Linked DNA regions of Sus scrofa: regions 1 and 2 are each linked to region 3. The links are chromatin contacts, called in public Hi-C and HiChIP or PLAC-seq maps. All regions are on one chromosome and are shown on one strand. Each heading gives the region's core, a stretch centred on a gene start, on an enhancer-like site or on the middle of the called end of the contact. The rest is flanking DNA. Distances are from core to core; before and after follow the strand shown. Region 1 has its middle 94 kb from the start of TAB2. Region 2 has its middle 70 kb from the start of TAB2. Region 3 overlaps TAB2 (TGF-beta-activated kinase 1 and MAP3K7-binding protein 2).

What was found. Hi-C and Micro-C count contacts between places; a contact is called where the count stands out from the background. HiChIP or PLAC-seq counts read pairs in DNA pulled down with a chosen protein or histone mark.
Region 1: an H3K27ac HiChIP or PLAC-seq map of skeletal muscle shows a contact between it and region 3. The contact joins two enhancer-like sites. A contact is called at or near these places in 2 of 47 Hi-C or Micro-C datasets (both in skeletal muscle) and 1 of 2 datasets of contacts at active chromatin or transcription factors (skeletal muscle).
Region 2: a contact with region 3 is called in a Hi-C map of skeletal muscle, with 4 times the contacts expected there. The contact joins two enhancer-like sites. A contact is called at or near these places in 2 of 47 Hi-C or Micro-C datasets (both in skeletal muscle) and 1 of 2 datasets of contacts at active chromatin or transcription factors (alveolar macrophages).

What each region holds. Positions count from the first base shown.
Region 1 is chr1:16,703,156-16,707,928 of Sscrofa11.1, reverse strand. No RefSeq gene overlaps it. Among named protein-coding and RNA genes, the nearest start is that of TAB2, 94 kb to the right of the region's middle. Within about 2 kb of position 3,233, at least 3 of the 83 cell types and tissues checked have an H3K27ac peak or open chromatin away from gene starts, as enhancers often do. A contact at or near this core is called in skeletal muscle, where this site is marked.
Region 2 is chr1:16,679,448-16,683,786 of Sscrofa11.1, reverse strand. No RefSeq gene overlaps it. Among named protein-coding and RNA genes, the nearest start is that of TAB2, 70 kb to the right of the region's middle. Within about 2 kb of position 2,561, at least 19 of the 83 cell types and tissues checked have an H3K27ac peak or open chromatin away from gene starts, as enhancers often do. A contact at or near this core is called in skeletal muscle, where this site is marked.
Region 3 is chr1:16,533,555-16,538,276 of Sscrofa11.1, reverse strand. TAB2 (TGF-beta-activated kinase 1 and MAP3K7-binding protein 2) reads left to right here. Exons shown (of 8, transcript XM_013992499.2): 8 at 2,951-4,722. The coding sequence ends at 3,093. Among named protein-coding and RNA genes, the nearest start is that of ZC3H12D, 72 kb to the right of the region's middle. Within about 2 kb of position 2,811, at least 5 of the 83 cell types and tissues checked have an H3K27ac peak or open chromatin away from gene starts, as enhancers often do. A contact at or near this core is called in skeletal muscle, where this site is marked.

The DNA of each region.
Region 1 (4,773 bases), core at 1,984-4,483, 170 kb before region 3:
AACCTTGGCGAGAGTTTCTTTTTCAAAAAGGTTAGTTTTGGAGTTCCCACTGTGGTTCACTGGGTCAAGCGCTGCACAGAGTATCCATGAGGATGAGGGTTTGATTCACGGGCTCACTCAGTGCATTAAGGATCCAGCATTGCCATAAGGTATAGGTCGCAGTTGTGGCTCGGATCTGGGGTTGGTGTGGCTGTGGCATACGACTGAAGCTGCAGCTCCAATTCAATCGCTGCCCCAGGAACTTCCATATGCCACACAGGCAGCTGTAAAAAGAAAAAGAAAAAAGAAAATGTTACTTTCACATTATAGTGGAATTTGAATCCATTATCGATGAATTGTTCCTACTCTGTTATTGGGCTATATTTCACTGTGAACCAATGTGTGATCATGTAACATCATGTCCCGGTCATTTGGAAACTTACTGAATTATCCAGATCTTCCAAAGGTTGGCGCATTTCATTATATAATATCCTTACAAAATTACATTATTATTATGACTACAAATCTCATCAGAAAAGTACTGGAGTGTGGGGAAACTCTCAAGCCCACCGTGGAAGATAAAAGTATTTTAAACATCTAATATTCACTTGAAAGTTTGGATTTTATCATTGACAACAGATGCTATGGGTTGTTTTCCATGAAATGGCAGCTCACTTTATTTCTTTTACAAAAATACACCTGCCATGTATCCAAGGCAGAATAGCCCCCATTTGCCTGTCAGTCATTCTCTCAAGTGAAAATGGGATTCATGAAAAAAGCAGCTGGTTAAGCATGTGACTCAAACAGCTATGCAGCTATTTTTCCTCCAGAAAATGTACCATGGTGACTGTACTTCTGTAGGTAGCAAAGTGCTTTATGTCAAAATGTTAAAAAAGACCTTTCACCGAGAATCAAGACCAGTGCAATGAAGACACTTTACTGCTTCATAAGGGCACTCTTAAATGGAACTAGCATATTTTACAAGCAAGGACAGTAAAGTTTGCAACAATTGCTGAGACAGGCTGGTACCACTGCCTTGACTTTGAAGCTTTACCCATCGTGCTAGTGCATCACGGATGTGAAAGCCAACCCGGGGTAAATGTAAAGGACATCTCAGTGTCATAAAATGTAGTTTGACCTCATGAATCTCCCTGAAAGGCCTCGGGGGCACCCAGGGGTCCACAGATCACACCCGGAGAACCACAGCTACTCTGAACTTGGGGTGAGCCCTCCGAAGCCGGACATTGTCTACCCCTGCCCTCTTGCCATGAGACAATAACACACTCTCCAGCTGCAGCTTTTAACGTACTGGGTAAAATTCTACTTGTTCGAGGGAGGAGGGAGTAAAAAAAGTTCTTTATCAAGCTAAAGTAAAATAGGTTCTGCTGGATAATCAATCCTGGAATGAACACAGGAGAAAAATGATTTCTTGATTCTCTGAGCCCAGGTCTGACCTTCAGAAATGCTAGGATTCCAACTCCTGCTTTCCATTATCCACAGACTTGGGGGACATTATTCACCCCCTCTTGACCCCACGAATGTATCTAACAGGTACTCCCTTTGAAAATAGGGAACTCGCAGATAATTAGAAGTGTTATCCATAGTTTTCTTGCTGATGCCTAGCTAAGGGCAACAGTGCAATTCTGCCTCTCTCTGCATCTCTCTGCATCTCTCTCTCTCTGCATCTCTCTGCATCTCTCTCTCTCTCTCTCTCTCTCACACACACACACACACACACACGTCTCAGGTTCTGTACAGTTAGAAAAGAATGCTGGAATCATTTTCCCTAAGTAATCCATATCCCATCTGTTAGGAATTACTAATTAATAAGGAAAGTTGACAGCAAGATCAAGAGTATTAAAAATCCATCTCTCTGTTAGACTGTGACCACCACCTCCTTCCAATCATTATTCTTTGCAACAGTGTCATTTTCTGAACCAAGATCAAATCTAATAAGAAAAAATTCTTTGTTTGCTGAGTAAAAATCGTCATGCAAGAAATTATAAACTCAAAAGACAATCTTATTGATGTCAAAAGATCGTTTCATCACACAGGGCTGTAGGGTAAGAATATGGGGCTTCACCAGCTGTTTCAGTGCAGGCAGCAGAGCCCATTCTGTGTTCCTGCTGTGAAAGTTGGTTCTCAGAACTTCCTGACACATCAAGGAGGACAGCATCTCAGATGATCTTTTCCTCCATCTCCTTCCTTTTTTTTTTTTTTTTTTTTTTTTTTTTTTGGCTTTTGCAGAACCGGTGCAACTCCAGAGAAATCAAAACGGCTAATCTCTAAGACTCTTCCAGCTCTGACATGCAATAGTTCTAGAACCCTCCTGAGCTTCCAAATTGGAGGGTCTGCTTCTTGTCGTTCTTTATCCTGCCATTTCCTAAAGTATGGTCCAGATTCTCTGTCCCATCCCAATCCATTAGAAAATGTTTTCCGTTTGTAAGGCAAACTTGGGCGGTAATAAATGACAAGTCTCTCGACTCAAATCTCCATCATCCAGGTTTTCTGGGATGAAATGCCTGGTGTGGATCCTATCATTCTGGTGAGTTCTTTGGTCATTGTTTCAGTCGCTTACGTAAAAGAAAGAAAGAAAGAAAGAAAGAGATGTGGAGTTCCCATGGTTGCAGCAGAAACGAATGTGACTAGTATCCATGAGGATACAGTTTCGATCCCTGGCCTCACTCGGTGGGTCAGAGATCCGGCGTTGCCATAAACTGTGGTGTAGGTCACAGGCGCGGCTCAGATGCCACATTGCTACGGCTGTGCTGTGGGCCAGCCTCTGCAGCTCCAATTTGACCCCTAGCCTGGGAACTTCCATATGCTGAGGGTACAGCCCTGAAAAAAGAAAAAAGAAAAAAAAAAAGTTAAGTTCTGTGATTATTCAAGAACTTGATTTAGTGATGTTTTAGATGAATGCGTCCCATTTTCTGGACACTTCGCTCAATGTCTTATATACCGTAGCCAGTCTAAACCTCCAAGGCCATACTTCAAATGCATCAGTAGCTGAGTCAAGATGCAAATATTCCTTCAATCTGGCTGAGACTACAGATCTCCCCTGTTAGAAAAAAGAAAAAAAAAAAAAAAAAAACGGGAGGGACTGTCATAAATAATTTTACTTAAGTGAACGCTGAAATTGGGCACCACATTTCCTGGCTCCTAGTAATCTGTTTGCAGCCAGATATGTCGAGTACGCACTGGCCAAAGCCTCGCCTTTTCAGAAATGGAAAGCAGGAAAAACAATACGATCTTCTTTTCAAGTGGCATGTTGGACCCATCCCCAAAGTTAAATATACCTAGACAGTCCTCAGTGCGGGAACCACAGCTGACCTTGGAAGAAAATGATGGTTATCGTGGCCCATGAGCTGGGAAAGGTGATAATGAACGAGCCATAGTCATGTATTTCTGGCACACACTTCGGACAGTACAAGGAGCTAATTGCATTGAAGTATTATCTTACAGTATGGTGACCCAATCATTTTGGAAGCTCACCAAAGTCTCCCTTTTTGGAAGAGAAACTCTATTTTTAGAAAAAAAAATGCATTCATGTTGCCCTCTAAAACTCCCCCCAAACTCTTTCCTGGATCAGGTCAAATCACATGGATTGTTCCCATAAATCTTCCTATCTGTACTGTCAAACACTGACGTGCGTGTCTGTGGCTCCCGGGCTGAACTCCCGAAAAAATGATGGATCCTGTTTTCCTTTTGCTCCTGGTAATCTTTGGTTTAGGGTAACTTGCAGCGCCACGTACCGTGGTTCTCACTCAGATTAAATGGAGGGAACATTCAGCCAGCTCATCTGGTGCCCATCCTGGGAAGCGTGCCAGCCCACAGTGCCACAAGGGGGGAGGAAGAACACAAGTGTCTCAAAGCAGGAAAGAGCAACAGGAAGAAACTAGTCCTAAAATGGCAGGCGAAGAGTGCTCTTTGCCTTGCCTTTATTATTATTTTATATTTTTATTTTTTTGTCCTTTTAGGGCCGCACCCACGGCATATTCCCAGGCTAGGGGTCCGATCGGAGCTACAGCTGCTGGTCTACACCACAGCCACAGCAACGCCAGATCCAAGCCGTGTCTGCGACCTACACCACAGCTCACGGCAACGCCAGATCCTTCACCCACTGAACGAGACCAGGGATTGAACCCGCAATCTCATGGTTCCTAGTCAGATTCATTTCCTCTGCACCATGACAGGAGCTCCCTGCTTTGCCTTTTTAAATCATGGACAGGTTGATACATAGGTTAAGGCTGCCCTACATACCTTTATTTGGGAGTCAAGCAGACTCTTAAAAAGTAAAAGGAGAACTGACAAAAGAATTAAGGTATTTTCTCCTACATACATATTTTTTCGAATGTGTCAGTGTAATTGATAGCGTACGATGCTCTTGGGCCATTTTTCATTCCGATGGAGATACAGGATGCTGGGATTAATCGGTCTCTTTCTGGAATTTGTGTCTTGGTCAAGTGCCTATAATTTCTATTGAAGACTTTTTTAAAGCTAGTATTTGCAGCGAAAATGTATTTATAACTTAAAGGTGCTATGTACATTAAAGCCAAACAGAACAACAGCAAATGGACAATTTCTCGGCTTTCAAGTGTGTACGTACCACACAGCAGAAATGGAGCATTTGTAATTATTTGTAAAAGGAGGGCAACTGGGACACGTATCTTTTGAAATATCAGAAATGACAACCAGAGACGTTGCTTCGAGTCTTAAAAAAATCCATCTGGGTTTTCAAGTTTTACTATCATGAAATCTAATTTGTACATCAGGAAACCGGGAGGGGAAAATGAT
Region 2 (4,339 bases), core at 1,312-3,811, 150 kb before region 3:
AGGCTTCTTTCTTCAGTCATCTTCCCTATCACATACCATCTGCCTGTGCTCCGCTTTCCGTTAGGAAACTGATAAACTAATCTCTGTGCAGTGGTTGGGTCCCTACCCAACTCATGCCTCCTTCCGGCCAGTTAAACAGATCTGTATTCAAACAAGGCTCTTGCAGAGACCAGGCTTAAATTTACACAATCCGCTTGACGACGCCAGTTCTAGTCTTTGGTCTCTAGTCATATTCGACCCAATAATCACCTTTATCCAATTTGGTTAATTCTTTTTTTTCCTCCCCCACAGGAATATAATACCACAAGAGTCACTTAAGGTTTGAGATAAATATCACCCTTGGTCCCATGAATGCTAATGTCCATAAGAAGTAGTTTTAAAATATAAATCAAAACCAATTTGCATTTTGAAATCTAAATGAACCACTTTTTTTTGCTATTTATTTTTACTGGCTTGTTGCCTGTTTGGGCCGCTATAAGAAAAGACCATAGACGGGGCTGCTGAAACGGCACACATTTATTTCGCACAGTCCTGGAAGCTGAGAAGTCCAAGATCAAGATGCCCGCAGATTCGGTGTCTGTTGAGAACCACTTCTCAGCTTGCTGACAGCAGTCTTCTTGCTGCATCCTTACATGGTGGAGGGGAGAGAGAGAGAAAGAGAGGGGGGAAGACAGAGAGAGAGCATCCTAGTTTCTTCCTCTTCTTTTTTTCTTAATTTTTTTTTTTTGGTCTTTTATCTTTTTAGGGATGAACCTATAGCATATGGAGATTCCCAGGCTAGGGGTCCAATAGGAGCTGTAGCCACTGGCCTATGCCACAGCCACAGCAACATGGGATCCAAGGCGCATCTTCGACCTATACCACAGCTCACGGCAATGCCGGATCCTTAACCCACTGAGCAAGGCCAGGGATCAAACCTGTGTCCTCATGGATACGAGTTGGGTGTGGTAACCACTGAGCCACAAAGGGAACTCCTTTTTTTGTTGTTTTTATTAATTTTTTTAATGGCCACACCCATGGCATATGGAAGTTCCCGGGCCAAGGACTAAATCCGATCCTTTAACCTACTGCTCTCTTCCTCGTCTTATAAGGGCACTCACTCCATTATTGGGGCCCCATACTCCTTATTTTACCTAAACTTTACTTCCCAAAGGCCTCACCTTCAAATACCATCACCTTGGGGGTTAAGCCTTCAACATAGGAATTTGGGGGGTACACAAATGTTCAATCCATAGCAGTTAGTGTGTGTTATGCCAAGGTACCTAAAGTTGTCCTTGAGTAAATAAGAAGCGAATTTCTCCCGATGAAAGTAAATTGAAGATTTAATAACATCTACAATCCCCAGCAGGAGACATTTCCTCTGGGGTTGAGCTGCCAACAAAGTTGGAGTGTCCCCAAATGAATGGTTTAAGAGAACTTCTGATGTGAAATAAACACCATTTTCTTGGGGACCATGTAACGCTTCTCTTGGGGCGAGCTTCTGGTCTGGGGCTGTTTTGCCTTGGAGAAAATGGTCTGACATTAGGATGGCCCATCTCCTCTCCAGGAGACTGTTAGACCAAGAGGAGCCATTAAATTCCTGGACAAACCATCCAAGGGTGGCCAGGTCTCTTCCTCAGGAGGAACAGCCAACTGTTAACGCTGGGAACCCAGCCCTTTCATCACTTCGTTATAAAGTGGCATTCCCAGAAATTAGAATCGGAGTCTGAAACTCCAGTAAGAACTCCACGTGTGTTTGAAGTCTAAAGAGAAGAATCAGCTGTGCCTGCTGTCGGTCTCAGAGTCTGAAATAGTTCCCTGCTGATTCATAACGTAAACATAGGGGTTAATTCCCTCCTTTCAGAAATCTGCTGGGGTGCACCCCAATTATTATTATCTGCATTCAACCATGAGAGCATGATGAGCTGAAAGGCTGCCAGCATGGCCGTTTGCCTTTCCGGATTTAAATAAATAGATCTGGCTTTGGGCAGGCTTTCCAGACTGACGTACACTCCAGACATGAGTGTTGTTTTATTAAGATATATAATGACATAAAAATATTTTTATAATCAGTATATCTTCTTCAGCTCTAAAATCCAGGACAGGGTTTTCAAGGCATCTCGTTTGCACGGATCAAGTTGACTGGTCAGAAGCACTGACGAATGTTGGAGGGGATATCATGTTTATTTATAACAGATTGATATTGTATCTAGTTTCTGTGTACTAGGAAACGGAAATAGGTTTGCGCAAACCTTTCCCCGCCCCCATAACCTAAAAGACAGGAGACACTTCATCGGAGCCCTTCTACCCTATCATGTGATGTTTTCTCTTTAAACAGAATAGGAATGATCTGTCTTTGCAACTTGTTGACTTAACCCAAGCTTTTGGCTTGACTGAAAGGGTTCCCTGAAACTAAAGGGCTGTTCTTTGAAGGGAATCTCTTCCTAACCACGTCCCTTTAAGAGTTCATTTTAAGGATCCTACCTCTCCTGATTGTTTTCACTTTGGTACACCATCAAAGGGGAGGAGTCGGTGAAAGGAAATGAAACTGAAACGTGGACCTGGGCATAGCTGATCGAAGGTTCTTCATTTAAGGGTGAGTTCCTTTTCTCTCATTATGTTGTGCACTCTGAAAACAAGCCCTTGAAATGGGGGTCACGGTCTTTAGGAGACCCCAAGAGAAATCACTCTATGCTTCTTCCCTCCGGGAGTCCCCCATCTCATTAGGCAAAACAGTCAGGCGTAGGCTCTCTTAATGGGCAACAGAATAAAACATCAGAGAAGGTAAATACACACCATGCACCGAGAAGCACACAATTTAAGTTGGAACGTGACTATATAAAGAACAATAAATGAGGCACTGTATACCCATAACGTGTGAGTACTTCCAGGTGTACCAATATGCAAACACTAGCACTGAGGCTTCCTAGAGTATTTGGAAACAGCCTAAATAAAGAAGGGTCTCTGATAGGGATTTCTCCAACCAGGGTTCTTTCCACCCATCCAGCATCAATGTAGCCTCTTCTCTAAACCTTTTTTAATGTATTAACTTGTTTCATTCTCCTAAGACCTGTGTATAGACCCAGTATGATCCCTATGTCTTAAAGCACAGAGAGATGGAGCCAGTTGCTATGTCCTGCTATAGACACTGCTTGCCTTCCCTCCCACTCATCTCCCTCGTCCGTCTGGGCACCACCTCTTCCCAGGACACGGCTTTTTGACTCCTGCCTTCTTGTTCCCTCAGCTGCCTGCACAGTGTCCTGGGTATATTTCGTCCATGATTCTCTCGATGAAAACTTCTACCCTTACCCCTCACTCTTAGACTTTGGGTAACCTGAGGGCATGAATCCTGGAGCTCCCAGTCACAGAGCTGGTGTTTGAGCTCAGGCATCCAGCTGCAGGGGCCCACCCTTCACCGAGATGCTAAGAGTTTGCCAGGCAGGTGTGAAGTGCCTTTTGTGGGAGAGGGTTCGAGTCATGGACTTTGGGAAGTGACAGAGGGAGTGCGTGACATTGGAGGGCGGGGTGCATGTCAGTGGAGCTGAAAGATTCAGCTTTCGGAAAGTGGATGGTGATTGGATGGAGTGGGCCTTTGGCTTTTCAAACCAGGCGAAGAGCCCCCTTGGCACACGTGGTGATGACCAGAGGGCTCATGGCCATCAGATCACCGTGGCGTGTTGTTTAAGTCTCCTGAACATTCACGACAGAAGAGCTTGGATGCCATTATCTCACAGCACATCACTCTAAATTGCAGTTTCGGAGTTCCCTGGGGGCCCAGAGGTTAAGAATCCACAGTTGTCACTGCTTTGATGCAGGCGCGATCCCTGGCCTGGAAACTTCCGCATGCCCAAAAAAATGTAGTTTTATATTATACTATAGGATGCGACAGCACCATGACATTTTTCTTTGTTTCTCCTTCCTTTTGCTATCTGGTTCAAATTGTTTCCTTAATGTATTTAGAAAATCAAATTTCACGTTACAGAAGTAATGCAAACTTGTCTAACTCAAGAAGAGAGCCCATAGTTACATCAATTAAAAGTTATTTCTCCTCCTAACACCCTTCCAACCTTACTTTCCTGAGGAGGTAATACTTTTATCCACGCTTGTCCAAGGAGATAACAATACCTGTGCACAAACTCGAGGCGATTGGTCGCTCCTGTGACAACTGTGCAAGCAGCACATCCTTTATTGCGTCGCTTGCTTTGCCCACTTAAGTATCCTTCACCGTCTACCCTTCAGCACGGTGTCCACACTGTTGGTACTTCACCCTTCCCTCCTGATGGATGGCTTCCAGCTTTGCAGCTCTCCAAGCAACGCTGCAACAAATCTCTCTGCATAGCCATCCCCCTTTCTTGAGCCT
Region 3 (4,722 bases), core at 1,562-4,061:
ATAAAGAAATGAGTAGTAGCCTAGCTTCTTAAAGTAAGCAAAGTGAGTTTTTAAACTCTGAATGAGTTGCCTTCATGTAATCTTTTTACTCTTTCAAAAACTAAAATTTTTCATATAAAAAGGCCCTGTTTTGTTTCACCATGGAGTACTTACCTGTTGAGAGAAGGAGGGAGGTGGAATATAGAAGATTTTGGTCTCAACAGTTGTTGAGTGAGGGTTTATTTTACTATTCTCCCTACGTCCATATGTGTTTGAAATTTTCCATGATAGAAAGAAAGAAAAGGTCCATTACTTTAAAAACTTTTCACAAAAGATAGAAGCTTGTGTGCTGGCAATTTTTGGAGAAATTAAAGAATCAGTCATGTTTGCCTTAAAGCTAAAAAAAGGGAGTTACTAGTTTCACTTAAGAATTTTCCTTAGTTCTTAAAATCAGTTCTGCTTTACAGTGCAGGGTTTTTAACTGCTAAAATGAGGTGTGGAAATCACAAGTCCTCCTTTGCAATCTGACTTCCTCTTTTTTTTAATTCCGGTGGTTACTTAGTTTCCAAATACCTCTAATAAAGAGAGTCATAATTCTAAGTACTATAGGAGATTGTCCAGAGGTAAGAAAACCATTGGAGATTTTCACGTTAAAAAAAGTTTAGGTCCTGGAGTTCCCGCCTCAATAGATTGAAGTGTTAATATAGATTGAATTTGAATGGCCTCCCTAAAAATCTTTGTTTTGTAGTTAAACAAAAAGGGTGGACAAAATTTTACTAAAAATGTGCCAGATAGGAAAGTTTTCTATCGTGAGTGAGGTCAAAATTCTAGTAAGTAGAATGAATTATCCCCAGATTAAAACAATTATTCTGTAAAATGTTTCCCAAGTATGGGGTGTGAAACAATTTTAGATGGTATAAGTCAAACTTTTAAAACTGCATTTATTTTAATGTGGTGTAGCTGATACTAGTACCAACTTGTGCTGTCAGATCCTTATTTTTCAAATATTTTTTCTTAAACCTTAGGTATTTGTTTTAAATTATTCAGTTTAAATAAAATTACTATATAAGCAGCACTCTCAAGTTGCTCATGCATATGCCAAAAATTGTGATGATGCCTAAAAATTCTGACAATGCCTGAAGTGGGAATTTTGCAATAAAATATTTAAGACTGATCAGTAAATAAAGTGCTGCTAAAGGGGTGCAAAGTGCCAGACATCACTTAATCATTTTAAATTTTTATGTTTTCGTGTATTGTATATAATAGTTTGTTGAAATAGCAGAAAAGGCATCTTGTAGTTACTAGTTCAGGGGAATAGGTGGAATTTGCAAATTAATATCCATTATTTTAACATAGTTTAGAACTACAAACGATATACCTTGACAGGAGAAGTCCAACAATGCGTGCTCCATTTACTTTAAATCTCCCCAAAATAATTTGTAGGAATACTATTATAAATTATAATGAGACCTCCCTCCCCCCAAAAAAAGTTGTTTTGTAAATTTAACTTCGTCTTAGACACAGTCATTGAGGAATGTAATTATTCTTAGATTTAAGATACTTCTGACCATTCAAACATTCTAGAACATTGGCCTCTTAAAGCTGCAGTGGCTTTATTTTTCCTAATTTATTTCATTTTTTTAAAAATTTTTTTCCTTATAGTTGATTTAAAGCTGCAGTGACTTTATAAGTAAGAAAGATTATACCTAGAGGATTCATGATTTATCTAAGATCACAGAGCAAAGAAATCAAGAGTTAGTAGGGAGTTCCCATCCTGGCTCAGTGGAAATGAATCTGACTAGTATCCATGATGACACAGGTTCAATCCCTGCCCTCACTCAATGGATTAAGGATCCAGCGTTGCCGTGAGCTGTGGTATAGGTCAGAGAAGCAGCTCGGATCCCACATTCTGTGGCTGTGGTATAGGCCAGTGGCTAGAGCTCCACTTTGAGGGGACCTCCATATGCCACGCGGCCCTAAAAAGACCAAAAAAAAGGGAGAGAGTTAGTAGCAAAGGCGCAGTTCTCACAATTCTCAACCTCGTATTCTTTCTACCGTTCCATAATAAATACAATTTTAAAATAAAATGAGAAATAGAGTATGGTAAAATTTTACACTGATTAACTTCTCCAGTGTTTATCGCTGATATTTAGTTAAATAGTAAAAAGATTTTAGAAATTAGTTCATCTTTATATCTTACTGGTGTTCAAGCTTAGATTTTTAGCAGATAGAGAACATTTAATAAAAACTTCCATTCCTGGAGTTCCCGTCGTGGCGCAGTGGTTAACGAATCCGACTAGGAACCATGAGGTTGCGGGTTCGATCCCTGCCCTTGCTCAGTGGGTTAAGGATCCGGTGTTGCCGTGAGCTGTGGTGTAGGTTGCAGACGAGGTGAGGCTCGGATCCCGCGTTGCTGTGGCTCTGGCGTAGGCCGGTGGCTACAGCTCCGATTCAACCCCTAGCCTGGGAACCTCCATATGCCGTGGGAGCGGCCCAAGAAATAGCAACAACAACAACAAAAAAGACAAAAAAAAAAAAAAACTTCCATTCCTGGTAGAAAACAGAACTACAAATACTACTTCGGTGGAACATGAGACACAATAAATGCACTTACGAGTATTGCATTGTAGTTGGACACCTTTTTGAGGTCTTGGGTGATTTTGTGGGAATCTTAGCCATTTGCTAATTGATTTCCCTTTTCTCCTGCTGCAAGTTGGGAGAGATGATGCTCTTTTCCCCTTTGAGGTGATTCTGAGCTGATTATGTCATGTCTGTGTTGCGATTTCCCAGCTAAGAAGTGCCAGCCTGATAGAGGCTGCTGAGGATCAAGCATGTGTATCCGTTTCAGCTAGAAGCTTCATTTGGTTAACAAGCTCCTTCATGCTGGGCAGTACAAAGATTGTTTCAAGTTGTCAGTAATTTATGGCTTTGTGATTTTTGCTTCTAAAATAATTCTTTTGCTTCCTTACAGATCAAAGGTCCTCCATCAAAACCCCAAAGTCTCAAGACACAGAAGATGACGAGGGGGCTCAGTGGAATTGTACTGCCTGTACTTTTTTGAACCATCCAGCCTTAATCCGTTGTGAACAGTGTGAGATGCCAAGGCATTTCTGAGCCAAGAGGCCCTGTGTCTTCTCTAAAACCACATCTGAAGTTCAAGAAACCAGTCTGTCATCAGGGGGAGAGTTTCACTGCTTAGGATTTTGTCAAATTGAAGGTGCAGCAAGATGGTGTCGTGCTAGTGTCAAACGTCAGCCCACAGAGCTAATAATACCTCAGTCTAATGTCACAGGCAGTTGAAAGTCATCACATGAAAGGGGATCTGCTGAAAGACTCGGTTGCCCGCTGCCTAACCATGTACAGTGTTACCCGCAGCCCGTTGTGGATAACTCTCAGTATATCCATGCCTGAGTGTTCCCGGTGCCTTTTCCCCTCATGTCACTACTGAATTTTGACAGGAGGAAGGAATAGACAGTAGCTTTTTTTCCTTAAAGCTTTGGTGAAACACTACAAACATGAAGAAAAGGAACAAGGTTTAACTATTTAAAAACTGTGTGCTGCCGCTTAGTGCCAATGGATAGGGGAAGAAGTTCACAAATCTGTGGTACTCTTGGCCTTTGTCTTTGTCTTCCCTGAAAATGTCTCCACTCTGTGAAGCCAGCATCTAGGGTCTAAAGATGAACAGGAAAGCAGCATGCATTGTCTGTACAAACATGGAGTGAAATATCCCCAGAGCTTTTCCTACTGTACAGATCTCTTGAGTCTGCTTTAAGTGATTTCTTTTCTTCCTTATTATTTTCTTATATTTCTATATGTATAGTGTAATAGTCTTTTGTTAACTAATTTTCTTTTTTCCTTTTAGTGATTAAGCACGATCATGTCCCTTTTTAAGCCTTACCTGAGCGAAGCAATGCCTTAAAAGAAAAAAGCATTAATGAAATGAAACCATGCACAAAATAACTTTCCTCTCCTTCCTCTGTACTTTGCCCTCATAAGTGCCGATGTTCTGTGAAGACATACGATGCTGCACAGTGAACTGCAAACAATATTACAAGACTTATGTCTGTAGGTCACACTATATACTGACCTTCTCAGTGGGTAGCACAATTCAGTATTTTATCTTCCACAAGGAAGCCTAAAACAAAAGATATTTTTAACCCACTGACAGCAACAAGGTTAAGCTTGCTTTACCTGCCGGTGTCCCACAGAACTTTCACCAGAGATTACTGTTGGGAAAGTACAGTTTCAAAACCAGCAACAATAGCAGTACCTACAGCCCTTTTTTTGGAGAGAAATTTATATGCTTTACTGTTGGGGCAGTCCATTTCTAAACCTGACTTGGTGGCAGTATCTTCTGTATTTATAAACAAGGCTAGTCATATTTAGGACAACTGAAGAAAAGCTGGAAAAAAGAAAAACAAGCAGACTTGAACACTGAAGCAACCTCAAGCATCTCTTTATTTTGATGATATATTTTTATAAGGAAAATAAGTATTCAGATGATCAGGAATGTATATAACTAAATGAAATCAAGAAAAAGAAATAACAGTATGCATTTAAACAAACAGAATTATGAAATTATATATCAATGCTTAGAACGGGGCTAAAGGAAGTGCTGTAATGTAGCAAGAGATAGATAATGTAGACTGTCACCCACTGTAAATGTTTGCAAATGAATATTTTTTAAATAAACGAAATTATTACAGGTGATTCTATATGAATGTCAAAGCCTTAACTTCTAGG